3 separate regions of the Sus scrofa genome follow, and all the other regions are linked to region 2. Evidence: chromatin contacts called from public Hi-C and HiChIP or PLAC-seq data. All regions are on one chromosome and are shown on one strand. The core of a region is the stretch at or near the end of the contact, and the rest is flanking DNA. Distances in the headings are between cores, read along the strand shown.

Region 1 (2,700 bases), core at 89-2,588, 810 kb after region 2:
ATATCCTACACATTTTGACACAGAAATAATCATAACATAAAACATCAAGCTCAACAACATTTATACTGTTAAACTGGTAAAGATTTATCATGGAAACAACTGTTTTGAACACCCTTTTGGTAGGGGAAAAAAAAGAGAAGGTCAGTGATTTATGAGACTGGACAGATGGGTCATAATGTATTCCTTCAAAGTGATCTAATTTGGTCTCTGACAGGCTGTAAAAAGAAGTGACTCAGAGTGGTTTGTCCTTTACTGACACAGATGTGGCATCCAGCGGAGGCGTTTCTCCAGCCGCCCTGCCATAGCGGCTGAAGAGGGCTGAGGTCTGCCTCTTTAGGTACTAGGATCACACAGCCTAGGAATTACAAAGAGCAGGTGCAAAACCTCGATTCACCTCAGGGAGTCTCTAGGAAACGTGTCATTTGTCAGTGTCAGAGGAGCTGAACTCACGTAGCCAGCATGGCTGAGAAAATAAGCAGGTCTCTGCTGTCCTGGCAGAATCTTGTGAAGTCTTGAAACTTGGGCTCCATAGACAGTGGCTCCTTCTAAGGCAACTCAGCGATGTCTTGACAGGTCTCTACCAAAGTGAGAGTGGCAGATTGTATTAATGCTCAAAATTGTATTAACACTGCTCCTCTATGTGGTGCTGCTCCCTGAAGGAAGCGTTCATGTCTCCTCTCTGTTGGCATCCGGAGTGGCCATGTGACTTGTTTTGTTGATGAAGTGGGAACAGAAGCTTTAAGGCTGAGCTTGTGCTTTGTCATGCTTCATTTGCCTCTGCCATGGACTTAATGGTCACCAGAGAGGTTGCTCCATTACCCTGGGTCCTGGAGCGAAGACGACATGGTACAGAGCTGAGGCCAACGCGCAGTGAACACCTAATATGAATGAGAAGTGGACCTTTGTTGTGGTAAGCTCTTGAGATGGGGAGTCATCTGCTACCACAGCATAACCTAGTGGACCTAACTGATACAATGAAATCACATCTCTCACTGTCCTATTTGCCCAGCCTGTGGCAGGAAATAGCCATTACTATGGACAGATAGTCAGCTTACGGGGCTCACCAGGTGGATGAAGGTAAAACAGGAACTGTTGGGTAAGTGGAGAGTTAGCAGCACACAATGCTTTGCTTATGGAGAAACAGTTTGAACTAGGAGGCTGCCCGAGCAAGGGTATGCTGGTTGTTTCAGAGGGTAACTGGCTCATGCCAGTTACTTTGGGCTTCCTGGATGATGCATTGGAAATGGGCCAAGCAGGGAATGGTTCTAGCAGGACTTTGTCTGGAAACCACTAGCATATTTGGGCTTCCCCCATGTAAGAGTAACATCTGGAATTGGTATCTGAGAAGAACGAGTACTGGAAGCAGCAGGAGGCAGGAACATTAATAACTGTCAAGAGCAGGGCAGACGGGCTAACTTAATGGGTGAGCTCAGGCCACTTGGGGCCTGATGTGGCCTATCCCTCTCCCTTCCACCGTCACTCCTCTAGGAGACAGATAAATCATCTGATGACCTAATAAAATAACAAGGTTTGTCTGAGTTTTGACAACAGAAAATAATAGAGGACCTCAAATTCAGAGACAGAGCAGGCATTTTAAAATTGCTTTTTCACCAGAATAGAGGAAGTCCAGAGATGAACCAAAAGGTTTACTCTGTTCACAAAATTGACAGTTTTCCAAACATGCCTACAAATCTATGATACTTCAGAATCTACAGAAAAGAGTAAGGTTAAGTGGCAGTGTTTTTCTGATGGATACAGTCTCAGGTACTTGAATGGTTTCTTTCTGGCATGAAATGAGTTTCCTGGAGATATAACTTTATTTATTTCTTTGCACTGTGGCACTGTGACGTAAAAGAGAGGGCTTTCAAGTGAGGCAGATCTGAGACTGAATTCCAGCTCTGCTTTCTAGACCCATGATTTTGGCAAAGCACTTAATTTCTCCGAGTCACTTTTTCAATAGTGTTGTGAGGAATTAAATGAAACTCCAGTGTATTAGGGTATCGGGCACAGAGCCTGACACTTGAGAGCTCAATTTTTGTTAGCTTCCTTCTTTAATCTTTTAGACATGTTTAAAGGTGGGAAGGCATTTGCACTCCTGGTGCAGGTTAGTCCTGGTATGTTGACTAATAGGATGCATTTGGTAATCATTACATTTAAAAGAATAGGCGACTACTGAATATCCCATTTGTTCTATTATGTGAACTCCATGGCCTATCTAAACCAGTGTTGTGCTCTAAATACCCATATGAGAGGTAACATCTCACACTGGTCAGAGTGGCTACTATTAAAAAAATCTACAAATAACAAGTGCTGGAGAGGGTGTGGAGAAAACGGAACCTCTTACTCTGTTGGGAGGAATTTAATTGATGCATCAACTGTGGAGAACGGCATGGAGGTTTCTCAAAAAATTGAGTTGCCATGTGATCTAGCAATCCACTCCTGAGCAAATATGCAGACAGAACTACAATTTGAAAAGACCCATACTCCCCTGTAATCATAAGAGCACCATTTATAATAGCCAAGACATGGAAACAACCTAAATGTCCACTGACAGAAGAATGCCTAAGATGTGGTACATAAATACAATGGAATACTACTCAGTCAAAAAAAGGATGAAAGAATGCTATTTGCAGCAGTATGGATGGACCTTGAGATGATCATCCTAAGCAAAGTCAGTCAGAAGAAAAAGACCAATACCAT
Region 2 (2,700 bases), core at 165-2,664:
CATTCATACACTCCTTCAGCAACTATTTACCAAGTCCTTAATTGAGTAACAGGCACTGTGCCAGGAGCTGTTATTAAGAAGGTATTAAGACATTGTCCCAGTGCTCACAGTGTGAGACTGACCCTCAACAGACCAAACACGAGGCACAAGATGGGGGAGCCAGAGAAGTGAGGAGGGTCATGGCAACCAGCTACCTCGGAGGAGAGAGGCAGAGGGGTGCCCATTCGGCAGGGTCCCGAGAAAGTGAGGAGGAAAAAGTCATCCTGGGCAATGAGGACATAAAGGAAGGGGGCAGACGACACGAAAAAGTGTGAGTGGCAAGGTGGCTACAGCTGAAACTTGGGTGAGCCAAGTAGGTGGGGCGGCCCGGGAAGAGCTCCAGCACACGGTGCGGGGGTTGGGGGGTGATGGCAGGACAGTGGCGTGGACAGGGCGGGGGGCGCTGCCAGGACCTGCTGGTAGAAGAGGGGTGGACACTGAGGGCAGGAAGAGCAGTCAGGAGCCGTGAGGAAACTGTCCGGGAGAAACTATGCGGGTAAAGAGTGACTTTAAAAAAGTCTGAAAGGTATTTTGGAGGTAAAACAAAAGATTTGACGACCGGAGGGAGAAGGAGTGGCACACATGTTCCGTTAGGCGGACTCGGACACTTGCTGGAGTGAATCATTACCTGTCACTATCAACCAACGAGTGGATCATCAAGTTTAATTTTTTGTTGTGGGAATTAAGACACGGGGCTATGCCTAAGTTTGATGAGTCACGTGGGAAACTTCTCCCCTAGGCCTGTTTAAAAAGCCCACCTGGAGGGAAGAGGTGGGCTAACGAGTTCTGGCCACTTCAGCCTCCCCGCAAGATGCGGTTCAGGTGGGCAATGCTGCTGGGTGAACACTCAACCCAAAGCCAAACAACAAACACTCTTCATATCAGATTACCATAAAGAGAGGATAGCAAATGCCGCGCAAACCCCCGCACGTCCAGGTCCCCAAGAGCCTACTTCATTGTGTTTCAAACAGCTTACCCGGTACCGCTGCCAAAGCAGAGCCAGCAGCGGCGCTCCACGCACGGCGCATGCGCAGGGCCCGCGGCGTGGGGGGAGAGCCGGGCACTGAGAATGTTTCCCAGAAGCCACTAGCCGCTGTTTTCCCTCCCGCTCGCAGGCCACGGGACGTGACTCCGCCCGTCACGTTCCTCTGGCGCAAAGGGTGGTTTGCCAGCGCCCCCCTGCGGTCCGGTTGATTGCTGCGACCTTGCTCGCAGGGCTAGAGCGAGCAAATGAGTTGGGAAAGCGCCGACCGTCCTGCTGCCGCTGCCGCCGCCGCCGCCGCCGCCGTCGCCACCGTAGCGCGTCGACCAGTGGAGGCGCCGCTGAGCTGAGAGGAGCAGAGCGGGAGGGAGGGGGAAGGGGACGCGCGGAACGGGGAGGGAGGAGGCCCGGCGAGGAGCGGGGGAGGGGGAGCAGCGGTGGCGCAAGACGCGCGGAGCAGCGCAGCCCGGGTCCGCTCCCTGCTTCGCCGCCGCCACCCGCCCCAGCCAGCAGAGCCGGCGCCCCAGCGGCCCCCGGAACACCTGAAAGCGGACGAAGGAGTCCATGTTGGGGAACTTGGCGGCGGCGTGACGGGGACCTAGGGACCTGCATTGGGGCCGCCGCCGGAATCCCCGCGCCTCGACCTCGGCCTGAGGTAAACACCGGCCGACCCCAGGGGTGGACTGGCGCGGGCCGCTCTCGGGCGGGGTGGGGGTTACGCGCCGGCGCAGGGCGGGGGAGCGGGCCCGGGGCGACGCGGGAGGGCGCACAAAGTTTCGGAATCCCGCGCGGCCCAGGCGGCGTCCTGCGCTCGGAGGAAAGTTGGAGCTGCCTCTGGAGGCGGGGGAGGTTGCGGCGGGCAAGGCCCCCCTTGCCTCTCGCCACCCGGCGAGGGAGGCCGCGCTTGGGCCGCCGCCGCCTCGCTGTCGGTACCCCGTCCCATTTCCTTCTTGTGGCCTACCCGCCTCCCGTCGGCGGAACCAGTCCCCGCCCGGGGGTCCTGGGGGAATGGGTTGAGGTTAGAGGCTCGGCGACGGAGTCGCCACACGGACACCCCCCTCCCCGCGGTGGAAACGTGTCCTGCTGGGCTTCCGGGCGCTCCCCGACCCCCGCGCCCGCTTGACTTGCGAGACTTTGCTTTTGTCGGTAGCGTCCAAGCTCGCTTGTGAAACCAAACTTTACTGCGCCGTGACCTCTCGGAGTGCGCGACCAGGGCAGAGCCCGCACTTGTGAGCACCCGCGTCACCCCGTGCCCTGAATTTCAAACTCTTCTTCCACCCCCAATTTCTAAACCAGTTTCCTGGGCTGACAACAAAAGGGCCAGGAGATCTAAACTTAGCTCCATCAGGCGTCCCTCCTCAGATACAAGGAATTTTGAATCTTTAAAGACGCTGCTTACAAATGGATGTCTGTCTTGCCCCCCCCCCAACCCCCCGTATTTTGAAAAATTGTGTTAAAGTAAGCGCCTGATTTGGAGTAGTTGATTAAAGCATTCAGATTCAAATGTGGAATTTTAAAATATCCTCAAAGTGTTTCTGTGCCGTATTACGTATAGTGCCTACGAGTTGAGCTTTTTTCATTCATTTTGGCTTTCATTTTGACATCTTTATCATACTATCTGTGAGCTAAGATTTTTTAGGCCAAACTGACCAAAAAGTTTTTAATATAATGCTTTGGCT
Region 3 (2,700 bases), core at 46-2,545, 760 kb after region 2:
CTCCCCGAAGGAGGCTCGGAACTTGGCGCGAAGTTGGGGGTTCCCGGGGTCCCGAACGACGGCGCTCTGGCGGGGCTGGCGCCCGGGCGAGGACGGCGGGGCGAGTCTCGTTTCGGACTCAGGAGCCTCGGTGCTCAGCCCGCGCTCCGGGAAGCCGAGACCAGGAGGCAGCCGACCCGAGCCCTGCGCCCAAGGCAACCTCTGGCCACCGAGCCGGGCCGGCCACTGAGCATGCCCAGTGAGCACCGAGGTTTGCTGCGGAATGATTGAACTTCCCAGGTTTACGAGGCTCTTAGAAGGAAGTCAGGAGAAGGGAGGGAGTAGCTGGCGTCCGCGTTGTGCACGCGAGTGAACTAGCCGAAGGGGGTGGCGAGAGCACGCGAGGGTGGGAGTGGACAGGGTTCTCGGTTGCCCCAAACGAGGCAGCTTTCTGTTCCAAGGTCATATATGGGCACGTCCTGGGGCTTGTTTGCTTTGACATCTATCTAAGAGGGGAAAGACGCAGCTGCAGCTCAAGGAAAGCACCCTGAAGGCGAGCACGTTTGGATGTGTTTAAAGGGAACGTGAAGCTAGTAGAGGATCTTAAAGTATCAATTACTCTGACTCTAGGTGGGGGGATGTGCCTTCCGGAGGGGAATGGGGAGAGGGAGATTACAGGGAAAAGAGGCCAAACTCGTAGATAATAAACAACGGAAGAAAAATGACCCAAAGAGCGAGATCTAAAAATGCTTGTTTACAAAAGGCAAGAGGATTTCCGCCTAAAGTGAGGTTAGGAGGAGGGAGAAGCGCCCCCTACCCCCGCACGCTGGAGCGCACAGGGAGTGGTCGGAAGATGATCACCCAGCATGCAGCGTATTGGGACTTTGAAAGCTTGAACCTTGGCGTCACATAAAGGCAAAGGAAGTGAGGACCTCCCCGATGGTTCGGTGTAAACTCTAAAGCAGTGTGGAAAACTATTATAAGCAGAAGAAATAAGGTGCTGAAATAACGTTGAGGCAGAGAGCGTAAGAATGCTTTCGTGAAGACCAAAGGGCTCAACATGACAAATACAAAGGGATTTCTGCTTTTAAGACACATGGGGTAGTTTGAACTGCAGATTCCTGGGTTTGTGCATCTGCAGAATTTTCTTCCAAGCAGCTGGTGAATTCAGGTGGGACGATTTTTGACTTCTCGAAAGGGCTGGAAGGTGTAACCAAATCCTTGTTGTATTCATTGTCCCCCTAACACTTATTGAAACTTTTTCCCATTTAAGTACCAGCATTATCATGATAATTAGAATAAACATTGAGCTAACACTAAATCTACTGTGCATCTTATTCTCCTATATACTTATTTCTGATGTTTTCATATGAAATTTCATATGAAATGAAACAGCCACAGCAAGCGGGATCCTTAACCCATTGAGCAAGGCCAGGGATCTAACCTGCATCCTCACGGAAACTAACTGAATTTGTTTCTGATGTGTCACAACAGGAACTCCCCATGTGAAAACATTTTCATATGAAACATTGAGCCCACCTGTGAGTGGCAGTGGGAAAACAGCTATGAATATGCATTATAAAACAGCAAATTAAGAAAATATCCAGAATTATTAAATTAGTGATTAACTGAAGCCCTCCTGCACAAATTAATTAATGCATAAAAAAATGAAAAAAAACCCACAAAAAAGAAAATATCCAGGAAACACTGTAATTACTTCTTAAAGAACCTTTTGAAAAAAATTATTTTTAATATAAAGAAAAGTCAATACAGTACTCTGAAGAGAAGAGGGGAAAAATAAAAGATGGGAAGGTAAAGAAAAAGTTGAGAAGTGGAAAAGATTTTTTTTTAATTCTGTCCCCAATGCTTATGGAGCCTACTAAAACAAATTCCAGAGGAATGTTGGTTACATGATTAGTTTTCATGATTTTCATTTGACAAATGCATATGGTAATTTTTATGTGTTAGGCACAATTCTAAATGTTTTACATGTGGTCATTTAATTCTCACAATGACCCTAGGAGTTGTTACCACACATTTACTCAGACACAGGGTGACTGAATAACTTGCCCCAAATCACACACACACAGTAAGTGGCAGAGTTGGGATTCAAACCCAAGCAGCTTATTCTAGAATCTGTGTTCCTAGCCACTTTCTAAACCTCTTCTAGAGACATTTCTAAATCTGTTTTTAAAAAATCACTTTGCACCCCATCAATTCTAAGCTCTTAAATTCTTATCAACTTCCTGCCATAGTCCTCTCACCAAATTGCCTGGTTCTTAGGGCCTAAGACTTTGCTCAAGATAAATTAGTTAGAAAATTCTTGTGTTTGCATTTGCAACAGGTTTCAATGAGTCATTTGAAGTTCTTCACAGATTTTAGAGTTTACATTTTTCTTGCTTGATAAATGTTGCAGAGAGACACTGCTGGCCTTATATGTACAGGTGACTGTTGCTAGAAGAGAAATGAATTATTTACTTTAGTTAGCTGTAAGTCTATTATTAGTAAATCCCATTCTTTCATTTAATCCATTTTATTTCCTGTAATGGATTATTTTTTTTCCACCTAAGACATGCTTCAAAAATAATCAATGTAATAGGCCTAGGTAAGAACCACACCCTTGACTCTGAAAAATTATTGTCTAGAGTTCCTGTCATGGCTCAGCCACAGTTAACAAACCTGACTGTCCTCCATGAGGTTGCAGGTTCGATCCCTGACCTT

The links. Hi-C and Micro-C count contacts between places; a contact is called where the count stands out from the background. HiChIP or PLAC-seq counts read pairs in DNA pulled down with a chosen protein or histone mark.
Region 1: a Hi-C map of embryonic fibroblasts shows a contact between it and region 2, with 7 times the contacts expected there. The contact joins the enhancer-like site here to the promoter of SCAF11 in region 2. A contact is called at or near these places in 1 of 5 promoter capture datasets (liver), 9 of 47 Hi-C or Micro-C datasets (embryonic fibroblasts, epiblast stem cells, fetal skeletal muscle and 4 more) and 2 of 2 datasets of contacts at active chromatin or transcription factors (alveolar macrophages and skeletal muscle).
Region 3: an H3K27ac HiChIP or PLAC-seq map of alveolar macrophages shows a contact between it and region 2. The contact joins the promoter of ANO6 here to the promoter of SCAF11 in region 2. A contact is called at or near these places in 2 of 5 promoter capture datasets (fetal skeletal muscle and liver), 1 of 47 Hi-C or Micro-C datasets (liver) and 2 of 2 datasets of contacts at active chromatin or transcription factors (alveolar macrophages and skeletal muscle).

Annotation. Positions count from the first base shown.
Region 1 is chr5:76,066,664-76,069,363 of Sscrofa11.1, reverse strand. No RefSeq gene overlaps it. Among named protein-coding and RNA genes, the nearest start is that of ANO6, 44 kb to the left of the region's middle. Within about 2 kb of position 1,338, at least 4 of the 83 cell types and tissues checked have an H3K27ac peak or open chromatin away from gene starts, as enhancers often do. A contact at or near this core is called in embryonic fibroblasts, where this site is marked.
Region 2 is chr5:76,875,365-76,878,064 of Sscrofa11.1, reverse strand. SCAF11 (protein SCAF11) reads left to right here and starts at 1,414. Exons shown (of 15, transcript XM_021092989.1): 1 at 1,414-1,676.
Region 3 is chr5:76,111,023-76,113,722 of Sscrofa11.1, reverse strand. ANO6 (anoctamin-6) reads right to left here and starts at 1,295. Exons shown (of 22, transcript XM_005655713.3): 1 at 1-1,295.